Regions from separate parts of the Mus musculus genome. Here regions 1, 2, 3 and 5 are each linked to region 4. A link is a contact called in public Hi-C, HiCAR-type and promoter capture Hi-C data. All regions are on one chromosome and are shown on one strand. The core of a region is the stretch at or near the end of the contact, and the rest is flanking DNA. Distances in the headings are between cores, read along the strand shown.

The links. Promoter capture Hi-C pulls out the DNA fragments that hold promoters and counts their contacts. A called contact is a pair of places that touch in the nucleus more often than the background predicts. HiCAR-type assays count read pairs that join an accessible place to other places. Capture Hi-C pulls out chosen DNA fragments and counts their contacts.
Region 1: a HiCAR-type map of astrocytes shows a contact between it and region 4, with 7 times the contacts expected there. The contact joins the promoter of Jam2 here to the promoter of N6amt1 in region 4. A contact is called at or near these places in 6 of 39 promoter capture datasets (cranial neural crest, embryonic stem cells, frontonasal cranial neural crest and 3 more), 6 of 115 datasets of contacts at active chromatin or transcription factors (astrocytes and embryonic stem cells) and 1 of 9 other capture datasets (embryonic stem cells).
Region 2: a contact with region 4 is called in a Hi-C map of B cells, with 5 read pairs. The contact joins the promoter of Mir155hg here to the promoter of N6amt1 in region 4. A contact is called at or near these places in 4 of 39 promoter capture datasets (hippocampal neurons, liver and maxillary cranial neural crest), 1 of 484 Hi-C or Micro-C datasets (B cells), 3 of 115 datasets of contacts at active chromatin or transcription factors (astrocytes, bone marrow-derived dendritic cells and large pre-B cells) and 1 of 9 other capture datasets (embryonic stem cells).
Region 3: a contact with region 4 is called in a promoter capture Hi-C map of liver, with 4 times the contacts expected there. The contact joins the promoter of Sod1 here to the promoter of N6amt1 in region 4. A contact is called at or near these places in 2 of 39 promoter capture datasets (liver and pre-B cells), 1 of 115 datasets of contacts at active chromatin or transcription factors (astrocytes) and 1 of 9 other capture datasets (liver).
Region 5: a contact with region 4 is called in a promoter capture Hi-C map of liver, with 4 times the contacts expected there. The contact joins the enhancer-like site here to the promoter of N6amt1 in region 4. A contact is called at or near these places in 3 of 39 promoter capture datasets (cranial neural crest, hippocampal neurons and liver), 2 of 115 datasets of contacts at active chromatin or transcription factors (extraembryonic endoderm stem cells and trophoblast stem cells) and 2 of 9 other capture datasets (adipose tissue and embryonic stem cells).

What each region holds. Positions count from the first base shown.
Region 1 is chr16:84,772,752-84,775,451 of GRCm38.p6, reverse strand. Jam2 (junction adhesion molecule 2) reads right to left here and starts at 1,329. Exons shown (of 10, transcript NM_023844.5): 1 at 899-1,329. The coding sequence starts at 965.
Region 2 is chr16:84,711,728-84,714,427 of GRCm38.p6, reverse strand. Mir155hg (Mir155 host gene (non-protein coding)) reads right to left here and starts at 1,405. Exons shown (of 2, transcript NR_132106.1): 1 at 1,335-1,405; 2 at 1-375. Mir155 (microRNA 155) reads right to left here and starts at 288; the gene lies at 224-288.
Region 3 is chr16:90,219,338-90,222,037 of GRCm38.p6, reverse strand. Sod1 (superoxide dismutase 1, soluble) reads right to left here and starts at 1,276. Exons shown (of 5, transcript NM_011434.2): 1 at 1,109-1,276. The coding sequence starts at 1,180.
Region 4 is chr16:87,352,746-87,355,445 of GRCm38.p6, reverse strand. It overlaps N6amt1 (N-6 adenine-specific DNA methyltransferase 1 (putative)), which reads right to left and starts at 1,261. Exons shown (of 6, transcript NM_026366.2): 1 at 1,060-1,261. The coding sequence starts at 1,193.
Region 5 is chr16:85,127,228-85,129,927 of GRCm38.p6, reverse strand. All of the region lies in intron 1 of App (amyloid beta (A4) precursor protein), which reads left to right. Among named protein-coding and RNA genes, the nearest start is that of App, 45 kb to the left of the region's middle. Within about 2 kb of position 1,392, at least 64 of the 459 cell types and tissues checked have an H3K27ac peak or open chromatin away from gene starts, as enhancers often do.

The DNA.
Region 1 (2,700 bases), core at 80-2,579, 2.6 Mb after region 4:
ACCCCTCCCTAGTGAAGAAACCAACAGAACAAAAGATAACAGGGAGGGGGAGGGTGTTTATCATCATCATCAACAACAACAACAACAACAACAACAAGGACTTCCTCACTTAAAAATAGATAGTAATTTCCTACCTTTTCCTAAAAAGTTAACGCGAAGAAAACAAAAATCAAATTTCAAATCACATTAGGCCAGCACCCGCGCAAATCCTCTTTCAAAGTACCCAGAGAAACTAAACTGGCTTTGGGACGCCTCCGCAGCTATGCCAGCTGCCAGCTCGCTCATTCATCGCCTGCGCCTTTCTAACAATCCTAACAGCCAGTCCCGCTGGCTGGACATCCCCTGAGGACACGGCAGCTGGCTGGAGCGGACAGACTTCTCTAAGCCGGTTTTGCAGGCGTAAAGGCGAAAAGCTACTGGGGCTCAGCTAATTTCACCCCGCTACCGCCTCTAAAGTGCTTTACCCAGCACCTTGCCCGGGGCAGCTGGGACCGTAACCACTGATCCCTCAGCCGCAGCTACTTAAGAGTGGCCTTCGCCAACCCCGGATGCCATCTTTCTTGGGCTCTTCGCATCTTGAATACTTAGAGAGTTTTGCATTCTGATCACGTCCCGGTGTCTTTGAAAACTTCCTCGGACTTTGCAAGGAGATGAGGATCGTCTGTTTTCTTCAATTCTTAACTGCCCAGATCCAACACTATTTACAAGACGCACAGGACTTCAGTCTCCCTGCCCAGAGCCTGCCCTCATCCAGATTACCCTCCGTGCTCCCAGACTGCAAAGCCTGGCGCCCCGAGACAGACCCCCTAGCACTGAGCGCCATGCCTGCAGGCGAGGGTCCCGGAGGCTGGTATAGCCAGACCGGAGGGTGGAAAGGACTGTTACCCCAGAGACTTACAGTCCAGGGCGACGATCAAGTAGTGTAGCAGCAGCAGCATCAGGAGGCCTTGGGGGCTCCTCGCCATCTACGCGGGCGCCAGCTGGCTGCCTAGCTGAGGGTCCCCCTGCAGGAGCGCGACAGGCGGCTGGGTCTCCCAGCACTTCGCCCGGCGGCGGAGCAGAGGAGGTCCCTGAGAGGTGGAAGCAGAGGGGCGGGTCCTGTCCCGATGTCAGTCTCTCCGGTCTGGGGTGTCTCCAGCGACTGTCGTGGGGGCAGGTCTTCTGGCCCTAGGACGTGGTGTCTGGGACAGTCCTTCTTTTGAAGGGTGGAAGAGGGTTGAGGGGAGGGCGTGGACGCGGGACGCGGTGTCCGCAGGGTCCTAAGCGAGTGGCGGCAGAGGACTAGCCTCTTGAGGGAGAACCCTGCAGGTCGGCCCCCCGCCCCCAGACTGATCCGCTTTGTGTCTAGTCCCGCGCTAGGCTGCCAGCTGTCCCCAGGGCGAGGAGCTGGGGGCAGGAGGAGCGCAGCCGGGTGGGATGGGCAGGGTGTGTGTGTGTTGGGAGCGGTAGTGGCTCGGTCTGTCTCGCCATGTCTCTCCTCTTGGCGCAAAAAAACTTCCTTTTCAGTGTTTTGCCTAGCGTGGGAGATATTTTTTGGAAAATTTCTATCTAGCGGACAAAACCGCTGGCGAAGCGCTCTTAAAGTATAGGGGCATGAGCTCAGCCCCTGCCTCTAGAAAGGGGGGGTGGGGAGGGGCGGAGGGGGCGGGGGACAAAGGCATCACTCAAGTTGCAAGTCAGGTCCCAGATTTTATCATCAGGCTTAGCCTCTTCTGGCTTCAAGTCCGTCCTCCCCGTCCCCCCAACCCCTTAGAGAGTTAAGGTGTGTTCTGGGCTCTTGGCTTCTTAGTTGTCATCTGGAAGTTCATCTAACGGTGTGAAATATTTATCTTGTTTCTTCCCCGTTATGTAACTGCCGCCTGTGGAGTTTTCCACATGTTAAAACTCTACAGCTGCCCTTTTGTCAGGTTTATTTTTGGTCTCATGTGCTTTTAAAAGGGAAATCCATTATGAATGCTCCAGTGCGTGCTTTAAAATTGACCCGCACTTCGGAAGCGTGCACTTGCAAAGGCGATTTTCACATTTCCTCTCCAGAACTGATGGCTGGGGCATTCAAGAAAATTGACCCGTCTGTGTAAAGGCCGTTGTCAGGTGAAGACATTTTTTAAAATCGTTTTAAATAAAGCTAAATAATAAATAATTATGTGTAGAGGATGGCTGATTTAGTGGTGGACCACTTACAAAGAATTGAGCCAGCCTTGCGGACAAAGGCTTAAGATATACTTAGATATGCAGAGCTGTGAGGAATGAGGCATCCCCACTGTTGCCTGGGCAACAGTGATGAAAGCTTTGGCCCTCATGGGGAAGGGGAGGGGACAGAAGACCCCTGAGGGCAAGAAAAGCAAAGTTAAAAAAAAAAAAAAAAAAAAAGGCAAAAATGGAGCTGGTAGCCCAAACTCACAAACAGTAAGGGAGTAAGGGTGTCATCTAACTTAAGACTTAAGGCAAAAAAAAAAAAAAAAAAAAAAAAAGACTTAAGGCCTGTGCTCAGAGACAGGTTAAGTCAATTGTCCTTGACAATCCAATTAAAAGAGTCAAATTAGTCGTGAAAACTGAGAAGAGAAAGGGAGAGATATTGATTGATTGATTGATTGATTCGATATAGCCACATTGTAGAGTTCCAGTGAACCCCAAGTCTGTCTTTGGGGCCCTGAAGTGAGATAAAATACAGAGCCAAGGATCCACACATCCATGCAGCCC
Region 2 (2,700 bases), core at 156-2,655, 2.6 Mb after region 4:
GTGGGCTTGAAGTTGAGATGTTGTTTAGGATACTGCTGATCTATCTTTTAAATGACATTTATCGTAACACTTACAGTGGACTATCCTAGTAACCAGGTTATGACTAGCACATTAAATGATAGAGTCTGACATCTACGTTCATCCAGCAGGGTGACTCTTGGACTTGTCATCCTCCCACGGTGGCCATTTGTTCCATGTGAGTGCTAGTAACAGGCCTTGTGTCCTGTTAATGCTAACAGGTAGGAGTCAGTCAGAGGCCAAAACCCCTATCACAATTAGCATTAACAGCATACAGCCTTCAGCAAGCCTCCAGCAGCCAGAGGATAAGGGATATGCAACTTAAACCACACACTTCCCCTTCCTGGTTTGCAGCACCTGCAAAGAGAAAAAGAAATAGTTGTGTGTACGCACACAGTTAGTTATAAAGTAGAGTGAACGATTATGAATCTGAAGGCAAGGTAGACTTCAGCTTTGAAAGAAAAGAGCTCTGAAATGCTTCTAAGTAAATTTTGGAAAATTTTTGTAAGGTTTGCAATTTAAAAACTAATTATAAAATCAAACTTTAAATTCTGTGGAAATATTTGAATACATGTATCATTTTTAACACAGCCACGGTTCATAGTTCTACAATGCTGAAGTTCAAAGGACACAACTTCAGTTCTGGGTAATATTCTGACGTACATCCCACAGGTCACTAGGCAATTCAAGAAATCTCAGATATTTAGGATGGTACTTTATGATTTTTGAAAGTTAAAACTCAATGGATGAACCCATTTTGATTCTATAAATAGTAGTTGCGATTTTCACCTTATTCGTTTTTCTTTTTCTTCAAGATAGGGGGTACAGCCAGGGCAGGTCTGCCCTGAAAGGTATCTGAAAATGCTCCTGTTGTCCTCCAGTGATTCCTTTGGGGACTCACAAACCGGTGGCTTCAGTTTGACCCATGTAAAGGAAGTGCGCCTTAAAGAGCTCTGACTCAAGGGACTTGTCTCCAGCAGAGTGGTTTAGAAAAAGAAAAAAGATGAATTTGCTGTTTCCTGTTAGAGTTGGATTTTACTCTCTCAGATAAAGTGACATTTCTCCCACAAGTTTCTGGTTTCAGTGTTACTGTACGCGAACCTAGAAGTTCAAGCATCACTCAAGTCTGTGGTTCCCTTTAGGACCAGAGGGGAACCACCTTTTCTTTTCTTTAATAATGAAACCAGCTAGATGTAGAAATGTGATTAAGTTCAAAAGAAATGCATCAAGTTAAAAATTCCCCAGTGAATATATTTTGACAGGGCAGAATATCGTGGCTTGGAAATTTCCAAACCAAGGAAATATATCATACTTACTGATAGTATTTCTTTTTTAAACTTTGCTGTTTTCTCAGATGAGCTGGTTTCATGAGGAAAGTCTGTGAATTACACAGTTTCAATCTTGGATTTTATTTCAGCCAAAAGAAAGACTGTAATAATACCTTTTCTCTTCATAGTGCATTGAACTCAGTAAGTCCTCAGTAAATCTATTAAGATTCTAGTGTTCTACTTCATGCCATATTATTGACCCATTAGGGAGAATATATGCAACTGTGCATGTGTGCATGAGTGCCTACATAACCCCATTCCAATTTAAGTAAATAACTTATCTATAAGTTCTGTTTCTATCCTTTAAAGATACCATCTGAATAAAGGTATTACCAAGAATATATTTAGTATAGGTAGCCAAGGTTGCCCTATATAACCTAGGCTGGCCTTGAACTCATGACCTTACACTTCAGTCTCCCAAATTCTGGAATTATAGCCATATACCACCACATCTGGCTATATATATATAGCCATATATACATATATATGTATAGCCATATATACATATATATGTATATTACATATATACATACATGTGTGCACACATACACACCTATCTATCTATCTATCTATCTATCTATCTATCTATCTATCTATCTATCTATCTATCATCTATCTACATGAAAAGCCTAGGTTTGATTCCCAAGTACCACATACATGGACACTGGTGCAGCCTTTGATCTCAGGACTTGAGAGATGGACTTAGGAGGATCATGAGCTCAGGGCTGTTCCCAATTACTTATCACCTCTGGGGTCAGCTTGGGCTATATTGGACCCCGTCTCAATAAATAATAAAATATAATGTTAGGAATTGCTATTGCAATCAACTCTTTTGACCTTAGGTAAAAATCTCGACCAACCTTAAGCACTATATTTAGTTCAGACAAATCGTAAGTCCAGGTCCCATTCACTATGTGGCATATCACCATTTCTCTGTGGTATAGCCTAAACCTAAGGACATTCCAGGAGAATATAATTAGACTTTTCTTCAGGATAATATTTTGAGGTATAAGGGAGGCATAGAATGTCACAATCTGTCTAGTCTTGCTGATTTGCCAGGGAAAATGTTATCAGCTAAGGTACTCAGAGAAGAATATGTCCTATACTGGATCTTTTTATTTTTAGTAATTTTTTTGTGGTAACACACACACACACATGTATCTCACACATATAACACACACACACAGACACACACATACAGAGTAGGGTAGATGAACTTTTGGAGCTGTAAGAAAGGGCATCATATTCATACTCATCTTCAACTTTCATCATATACATATACACACATATATCTACATACATACATACATACATACATACATACATACACACATATACATACATACATACATAC
Region 3 (2,700 bases), core at 27-2,526, 2.9 Mb before region 4:
GTTGGCAACAGGTTAAATCAACCAGCTTTGATTACAACTGCCAATCTGGAATGCTTAACTATCGTTTCATTGGGTACAAAGGGCACCAGCGATGTGTAGTTTGCAGCGTCACAAAAATAGTGCGAGCTGCTCTGGCATGGCATGGTGGAAGATGACAGAAACCCACACACAGGGGTAAGACCCAGCCGAACTTCGTCTTTCTCACAGTGAATTACGTGGGGAGGAGAAAAAGACAAAAACAAAAAACTTCCACAGGAAAACAACAAAACGCATTTCAATGCCAAGAAACTGCTGGAAACGAGGCTAGTTACGAAAAACTCTAAATTGCCGTTATCAGTTCTCGTCGTAAACCAAACACTTGGGATTCACTATGGTGTCTGCCTTCTCACACGTATGTCCACCACTTCAGAGAGCACATAACGCTCATTTATCAAATATTCTCTCGGGATTAAGGTGAATACAACAACGGTAACCTCCCTAAGGCTCTGGACACAACCTTACCACACACATCTTCCCTGTGACGCATGTGTTTTTGCAGGGTCACAGTATTTTCGAAAATATCTCTATGTACTTTTCCAAAATGTGCTCAGAAACTCGCTGTGGTAGAAAAAACCCACAGCCGGGTCTCTCTCTGGAGTGCAAAGCAAGGGACGGCTGTCCAAGGCCATCTCTTTCTTTCCGCCTTGCGACACGACCCTGACCTAGTACAGAACAGCCCAGGACTTTGCTTTAAAGTGCCGCAAACGCGTCCTGCGGCCTTAGTCCGGTCTGGCACCACCGGGTTCAAATATTCTTACAACAATCGCAGCCGGTGGCCACGGGGCTCTGAGCCTGTGGGACACGGACACCGGAAAAGCAGCAGCCCCAGAAGGATAACGGATGCCAAGCCGGCTCTCCCGGGCAGGCCCAGCCGCTCCGGGGCGCGGGGAGGCCCCCGCCCGCCCGGAAGGCCCCGCGGCGCCCCGGGCCTCGCTTCCCGGCGCCCAGCCCCTGCCCCAGGCCACGGTGACTCAGCACTTAGCGGGCTCAGGCCGTGGCGGGGGCGTGGCGTGCTCCCGCACAGGTGCGCCGCGTCACCGCGGCCTGCGCCCCGCGCCCCGGGCCTTGCCTTCTGCTCGAAGTGGATGGTTCCCTGCACCGGACCGTCGCCCTTCAGCACGCACACCGCTTTCATCGCCATGCTTCCCCGGGAGACGCGCGGCGGCCTCCTCCGGAGGGACCAGAGAGAGCAAGACGAGAAGCCGACGGACGGAAGGCGCCGCAGGAAAGGACCGCGCAAAAAAACGAGGCCCTGGCGCCACGGAGCTTTTATAGGCCTGAGTCTGACCACGCCCACCTTGGCACGGAACCAATCGCTACCCGCGGCCTCCGCCCGCCCTTCGTGGAGCTCCCTGGCCGCGGGGCACGCTGGGGGCGGGGCGGAGGGTAGCTCCGGCTCCTGGAGCGTGCGGACTGAGAAAGTTCCCGAGGAGCCTGAGCGGGGAAAGTCGCTATTGTCTTCTAACTGTGACGTCGGCCGAGTCGCCGCGGAAACCGAGAACACGAGGCCCGCGTGCGCGCCTGGAAGGTCTGAACCCACTGTGTCTGGAAATGCGGATTGTCACTGACTTTGCACAGCGCGCCTCGGTTGCAGTGTGAAAGTTGAGATGCGCCAAGATGGATGCCCAGTGTCATTTCCAGCTTTATTTTCTCATGATGTCTAAAATGTGTAAAGCCCATGTTCTATCTCTAGACACACCCCCGTTTCTTACTTATTTTTTACTTCTTTTATTTTTGTTACTAGAGCTGGAGATTAGACAGTCCCCACCCCCCACCCCGCCCCCTGCATGACAGACAAGTGCTCTGCCAGTTAAGACACACACACACACACACACACACACACACACACGCAAAACACAAGAAAATCAAGAGGAAGGAAGACCAACGTGTGGATACTTCATTCCTCCTTAAAATAACGAACAAAATACCCATGGACGGAGTTACAGAGACACAGTTTGGAGCTGAGACAAAAGGATGGACCATCCAGAGACTGCCCCACCTGGAGATCCGTGCCATAATCAGCCACCAAATGCAGACACTATTGCGTATGCCAGCAAGATTTTGCTGAAAGGACCCTGATATAGCTGTCTCGTGTAAGGCTTTGCCAGTGCCTGGCAAATACAGAAGTGGATGTTCACAGTCATCTATTGGATGGAACACAGGGCCCCTAATGGAGGAGCTAGAGAAAGTACCCAAGGAGCTGAAGGGGTCTACAACCCTATAGGTGGAACAACAATATGAACTACCCAGTACCTCCGGAGCTCGTGTTTCTAGCTGCATATGTAGCAGAAGATGGCCAACTCGACAATCACTGGGAGGAGAGGCCCTTGGTCTTGCAAATTTATATGCCTCAGTACAGTGGAATGCCAGGGCCAAGAAGTGGGAGTGGGTGGGGAGGGGAGCAGGGGGGCGTGGTATAGGGGACTCCCCAGATAGCATTTGAAATGTAAATGAAGAAAATAATAAAAATTTGAAAAAAAAAAAGACACACATACCTTTTTAAAAATATCACACTGTGTACCTTTGGCTCTCATGGAACTCATTGTGTAGAACAGACAGGCTGACCTTGAACTCACAGAGATCTCCCTGGCCTCTGCCTCTCAGTTGCTGGGGTTAGAGGGGTTCTTTTTTAATTTTTGAGATAGGGACTAAACTTGAATT
Region 4 (2,700 bases), core at 12-2,511:
GCAATTTGTAGCTGTAAATTTTTCTGAGCTGTTTTGAGCATTCAAGTTACAATTCAGTGCTCCACGAGATATTCCAGTAGCTCAAAATGCTCCACCATCTATGAAGAAAGACTGGTTTTATAGGCAGAAAAAAAGTGACAATATAAATAAACATGATGGCTATTTCGTTCTGGAGACACCCAGTAGGAATCTTGGCCATTAAGTTAATGACCCATATTCTTTCGGCAAACTATTTTATTAGAGTGATTATATGTATGTGTGCAGAATGGTCCTCAGCATTGTAACTGAACCTCCAAGAACAACCTGTAGTAGTTTCTGAGGCCGGAACTCAGGTCTGCAGGCTTGACAGCGAGTGCCTTTACCAGCTGAGCCATCTTTCCCGTTCTCAGCTCAAATTCTTTTCTCAGAAAAGTTAACATGTGGGCATTTACTATTTATGTCAATTAAAGCTATGGCCAATCCTTCAACAAATCAGGCTAGTGAAAATCCTACCGGCGGAGGCACGTGACTATTTAAACCTTCCCTAATAGTTCTAACCACATGCAACTAAAATTCTAACAGTTCAATTAAAAAACAAAACAAAACAAAAAAATCCCAGTTGCAATAACACTTTAAGTGCTCAGACGGCTAGTGGTTGTTCCTTGACTAGGTTGAGTGAATTTAATAGTTCACTGATCCTTATGTGTTCTTCCTTTGCTAGAGGATGTTATTCTTGCACTAAGGCGAGTTTTACATATTCACTTAAAAAAATTAAAATAGAAAATTAGGAAAGTTTTGGGACATCTTGCTTCTGGTTGCTAAACTCCGGCTGCTCCTCAGAGGCGCGTTTACATTCTTCAGATTAACAGCTAAAAGGCAGGGCAGGGTGACCTTGAAGCCGCAGGAACATCTGAGCGATGCTCTAACCCCAGCCCGCCGGACACGCCTCCTTTACCCCTCTCTGCTGTCAATCACCAGAAAGTAGGCCGGCCCACCACTTCCGGAGGAGGGCGGCAAGTTCCGGCTTCCGCCTCCCGGCCACCCCGTTCTCTCCCCCTGAGGCGCGCACCCTCCTCGCACCCTGCTAGCTCGGCCGCCGCCGCCTCGAGCGCGTCCAGTAACAGGAACGTGTCCTCCGCTGGCTCGTACACGTCGCGGAAGGCTCCGCGACCCACGTGCCCGTACAACGGCGTGGGGACACTCGGCGCCGCCATCTTTTCCCTTCCGCTTCCTATGGGCGGGCGTTGAGTACGCACGCGTCAGGCTTGCTGCGCATGCGCTTTTGTCTTACACTGGGTGGCGTTTGGGGTGAAAGAGCTTGTTGGGCTCTCTGGAACTTTTAAGCAACCTCTAACATCCGTTTTCAACTTGTGCTTACTTTTATCGGCTACCCTAATATTGAGCATCGTCAGTTATTTTGTACTAAGGTGACTGCTTTATTCTAATGACATTTGGAAAGTTTCTTCCCTTTTAAACTTGTAAGCACTTGCAAAAATAGTGTTTACAAAATTTATTGTTTTTTAAGCAACTGAAATGTAAATACCCATCTATAAGATTATGACTACTTTTATTTGCTTAATTTTGTTATACAGATTCTCACTGTCTTGGAATTTACTATGTAGGCCAGTCTGGCCAGGAACTCATAGTGATCCTCCACCTGCCTCTGTCTCCTGAGTGCTGGGACTATAAAAGCTGTGGCACCATGCCCAGCTTTTATGACTTTTAATTTTTATTTTGTATTTGACAATATTATACATGGATAACACTTTCATTCATTGAAATTATAGTTTGGGCTGGGCTGTGGTGGCTCTTGCCTTTAATCCCAGCACTCTGGAGACCGAGGCAGGCAGATCTCTGCTTGTTCTACAAAGAGAGTTCCAGGACAGCCAGGGCTACATAAAGAAATCCAGTCTCCGAAAAACAATGAAACAAAACAGAGACAATGGTTTGGAGGGCTGGGGAAGTGCTCAGGGGTTGAGACCTTGTACTGCACTTGAAGAAGACAAAAGTTTGGTTTCCTGCACCTTTGTTTGGTGGCTCACAACTCCCTATAACCCCAGCTCCAGGTTGTTGCTCTTCCTGCGTCAGTGTCACTGTTGTGCCCATACATACAGGCAAAAAAATAACATACAGAAAATCATAGTCTTTAAAAAAATGTAAGGGGCTGGAGAGATGGTTCTGGAATAAGGCTATTATTGAGGACTAGAATTTGGTCCCCAGTACCCACAGCAGGTGGTTCACAAACAGAGTAACTCCAGTTCCTGGGAGTTAAATCTTCTGTTCTCTGGCGGCATCACAAATACAGACTTGAAAATGGCAAGAAAGCTCTGCTGGTAAAAGGCAGGTAGGTGCTGCCAAACCTGAGCACATGGAGCAGGTCCCTGAGACTCACACAGTGGAAGGAGAAAACCTATTCTTAGAGTTCTCAGACCTCCAAGGGTATGGCAGCATACATGTGCACACATGCACAAACATCTAAATATAATACGGAAATATTTTTTTAGAGTGTCATGTGCCGCGAGAATTTGTTATTTTCACATGCATCCTTAAAATGTCTTTGGCATACAAGCAATGAAATGAAATAGCCGTTCTTTCTCAGTTGTTTCCCAGAGGATTTGTTTTTATGTATGTGAAGGTTGACTTTGCTCCAGGTTTGTCTGTTGCAATTCTTGAGACTGACATCCTTAGTGTTCTCCCACTGCTGTACACACAGTTCCTGGT
Region 5 (2,700 bases), core at 143-2,642, 2.2 Mb after region 4:
AGCAGTTCAAATTCTAGTCTTTTTTTTTAAAGGGTAGTGGGGACCTAAATAGGCATTTGTTGGATTGCAAACTAACTTTGAACCTAATCCTTGGGTTATCTCACAAATACTTCTGTTTTTGTTTTTTTTTTTTAAATTCCAATTTCTAATCCATTTATAGTTGGTTAAGCAGCAGTCTGCCTGCCAGTCTTTGCTAGGCCTTCCTATAATGCAAGCTTTCAGCGGCAGTTATTAATCTCGTGGGTGTTGAATGATAAACGCTGCTGCTTTCAATAGACCTCTTGGTTTCCTGCTGGGCATCAGCAGGGAGCATGCTTCAGTAGCCTTGAGATGGGGCAGAGTTTTGGGGTCAGCTGGAGAACACCTGTGTGGCCCTCATTTGCAGAGCATGGCATCCACAGAGGCCAGGAAAAGCTTCTAAGAGCGCTGAGTTGTAATTTGAAGCTATGTCAGCAAGTGACTCCAAAGAATGACGAGTTTCCAGGTGTGAAAACTACCTACATTAAGTCTGTGAGAGCGGTTATTTCCCCTCCCCTCCCCCTTCTCTACTCACTTTTGTAACAGATCCTTCTAGGCTGGAACTCAGGCTGGACATGGCTATACTGTAAAGGTACTGTGACTTACTGTGACCACCATGTGGGTAATTTGAGGAGCAGGGTTCTAACAGCCGTCGTGGTTCACTTTTCTGTACGTGTTTGGTGGGCAATTCTATCCTTTGTCCCCACACACATATGCATCTGCCTTTGACAGACAGTGGCCAACTTCTCTCTGCCTCTGACACTCTAGCCATGGATGAAATCTTAGTCTAGTCCTGCTTCAAGTTGGCCTAAATGATCTTTGCACTTTCTTTCCTTTCCTCGATTGTAATTTAAGCCCTAGTTTCCTGTTATTGACGAAACGATGCTCTGCGTATGTTCTCTGTGGATGATGGGTTAGAGGGACCCTCCCTCGCAGAGTCTTGTCTTTTGGTTGGAGTAGCAAAATTTGCTCATAGTGATTATTCATCCTTAAAAGGAGCTCACAGGCAAACTTCCTAGATTGTCATTACGGAAATCAGTTCATGACCTTTGAAAGGGGAGAAGGCGTTCAGGGTTGAATTTAAAAGAAACTTGGAGTGTACAGTGTGTGTGTGTGTGTGTGTGTGTGTGTGTGTGTGTGTGTGTGTGTGTGTGTAAGTAATGTAATTGAACTGTGCTCAGGTTATGAGCAAGCAAATAGTATTTATGCAAGGAAAACCAAGGATAGGATAGAAATAGAATCCGTCTGTTTTTTTAAGAGCTTATACAAGAATCCCACCAAAGAAGAAAAAAATACCAAATACTACACCATACGAGAGAGAATTATTCAGGCCAGTGAGAAGCCTGCTTGGATGTAGAAACCAGATGGTCTTCATTAGCCAGAAACCTTAAAACGACATAAATCCACTGATGGGGCCAAGCGATGGATCCATGCCCCGTCTTGCCAAGCTGGCCTTTTTAACCAGGAAAACAGAGAGCTCCTTGTTCAAGCCCCTCTTAGCTGGGACTGGGGTGAAGAATGCTGCCAAACCCGTTCTATAAGGAATTCTGATCTTGATAATGAAAAGGAGAGAAAGTTCCTGGAGAGAAGGAGCGCCCTGTTTGAAAGGCAGAAAGAGAGCTTGTTCCAGACGCTGCCTCTTCCCTTCATTGTAAATGGTAGGGGTTGGAGGGGTAGACTTCCCCATTCACCCTCTGCAGATGGGTCCAAGTCAAGTCCATATGTTTACCTTTATTTTAGCTCTGCTGATTTAAGGCCAACATCTAGCTGCAGTACCATGAGGAAAGTCCATGGCATGTCTTTGCTCTCTGTGTTGTGGCTCAAGGAAAAAAAAAAACAAACTTTTTTGTTTTCCCTGATAGCAAAGGTTTGTTTCCAAAAAGGTTAGCCGTGTTTTTAAGAGTAATATTTCCGTGGCTCTAGCTCAGCGTTTTTTTAAGTAGCCTCTTTGCTTTTGAAGCCATGGCTGAACACCTACTGTTTCAGCTGGCTGTTTTGTTTGTTGGCACCGAACACTGTTTTCCCATGGGAAAAATATCTCCAGTTTCAGGATGGCGGCAGCAATCCATACAGGTTATTTTCATACGCAGCCTCCACAAAACCACACGAACCACGCAGAGCCACCTGTGTACAGTATGGGTTCTAGCCCGCACTGTTGACTTACATTTCTGAAAAAAATAACCTGGTGGTGCTAATCCCACTGGTGGAGATTAAGACCACTGAAAGAATTTTTTGATCCAAATTTGAAGCAAGCTTTTAATTAAATACTGGCCAGGATGATGAACTCTGGCGGGGTCCATTCTTGGGGTCCCAGGAAACAGTAAAGAGTAACCTTCTGCAGAGGTTTGAAAAGGCCACCCCAACAGGCCACCATGTTTCCCATCAGGGCCATCCAGAGCAAGTGTAGGTCCAGACGTACTTCCTGCTTGTGTACCTCCTACCTACATCCATCCAATCTGGGCCAAAGGTCCTACATCCTGAGATAATTCCTGTCTGCATGCATCTGGTGCAGTTGAGTCAAGCAAACTTGTTTAAGGGAGTTGCTTCCAGCCTCTCTGCAAGGATCTGTCCTTGGGCAAGGGACTTACAGGTTAGAGGCATTGTTGTTTAATGGATCTCTTAGGCACAGTAATTAGAACATACCTTTGGCTCTCACGGCGGTTCAGTGGAGTGGTTATTCCA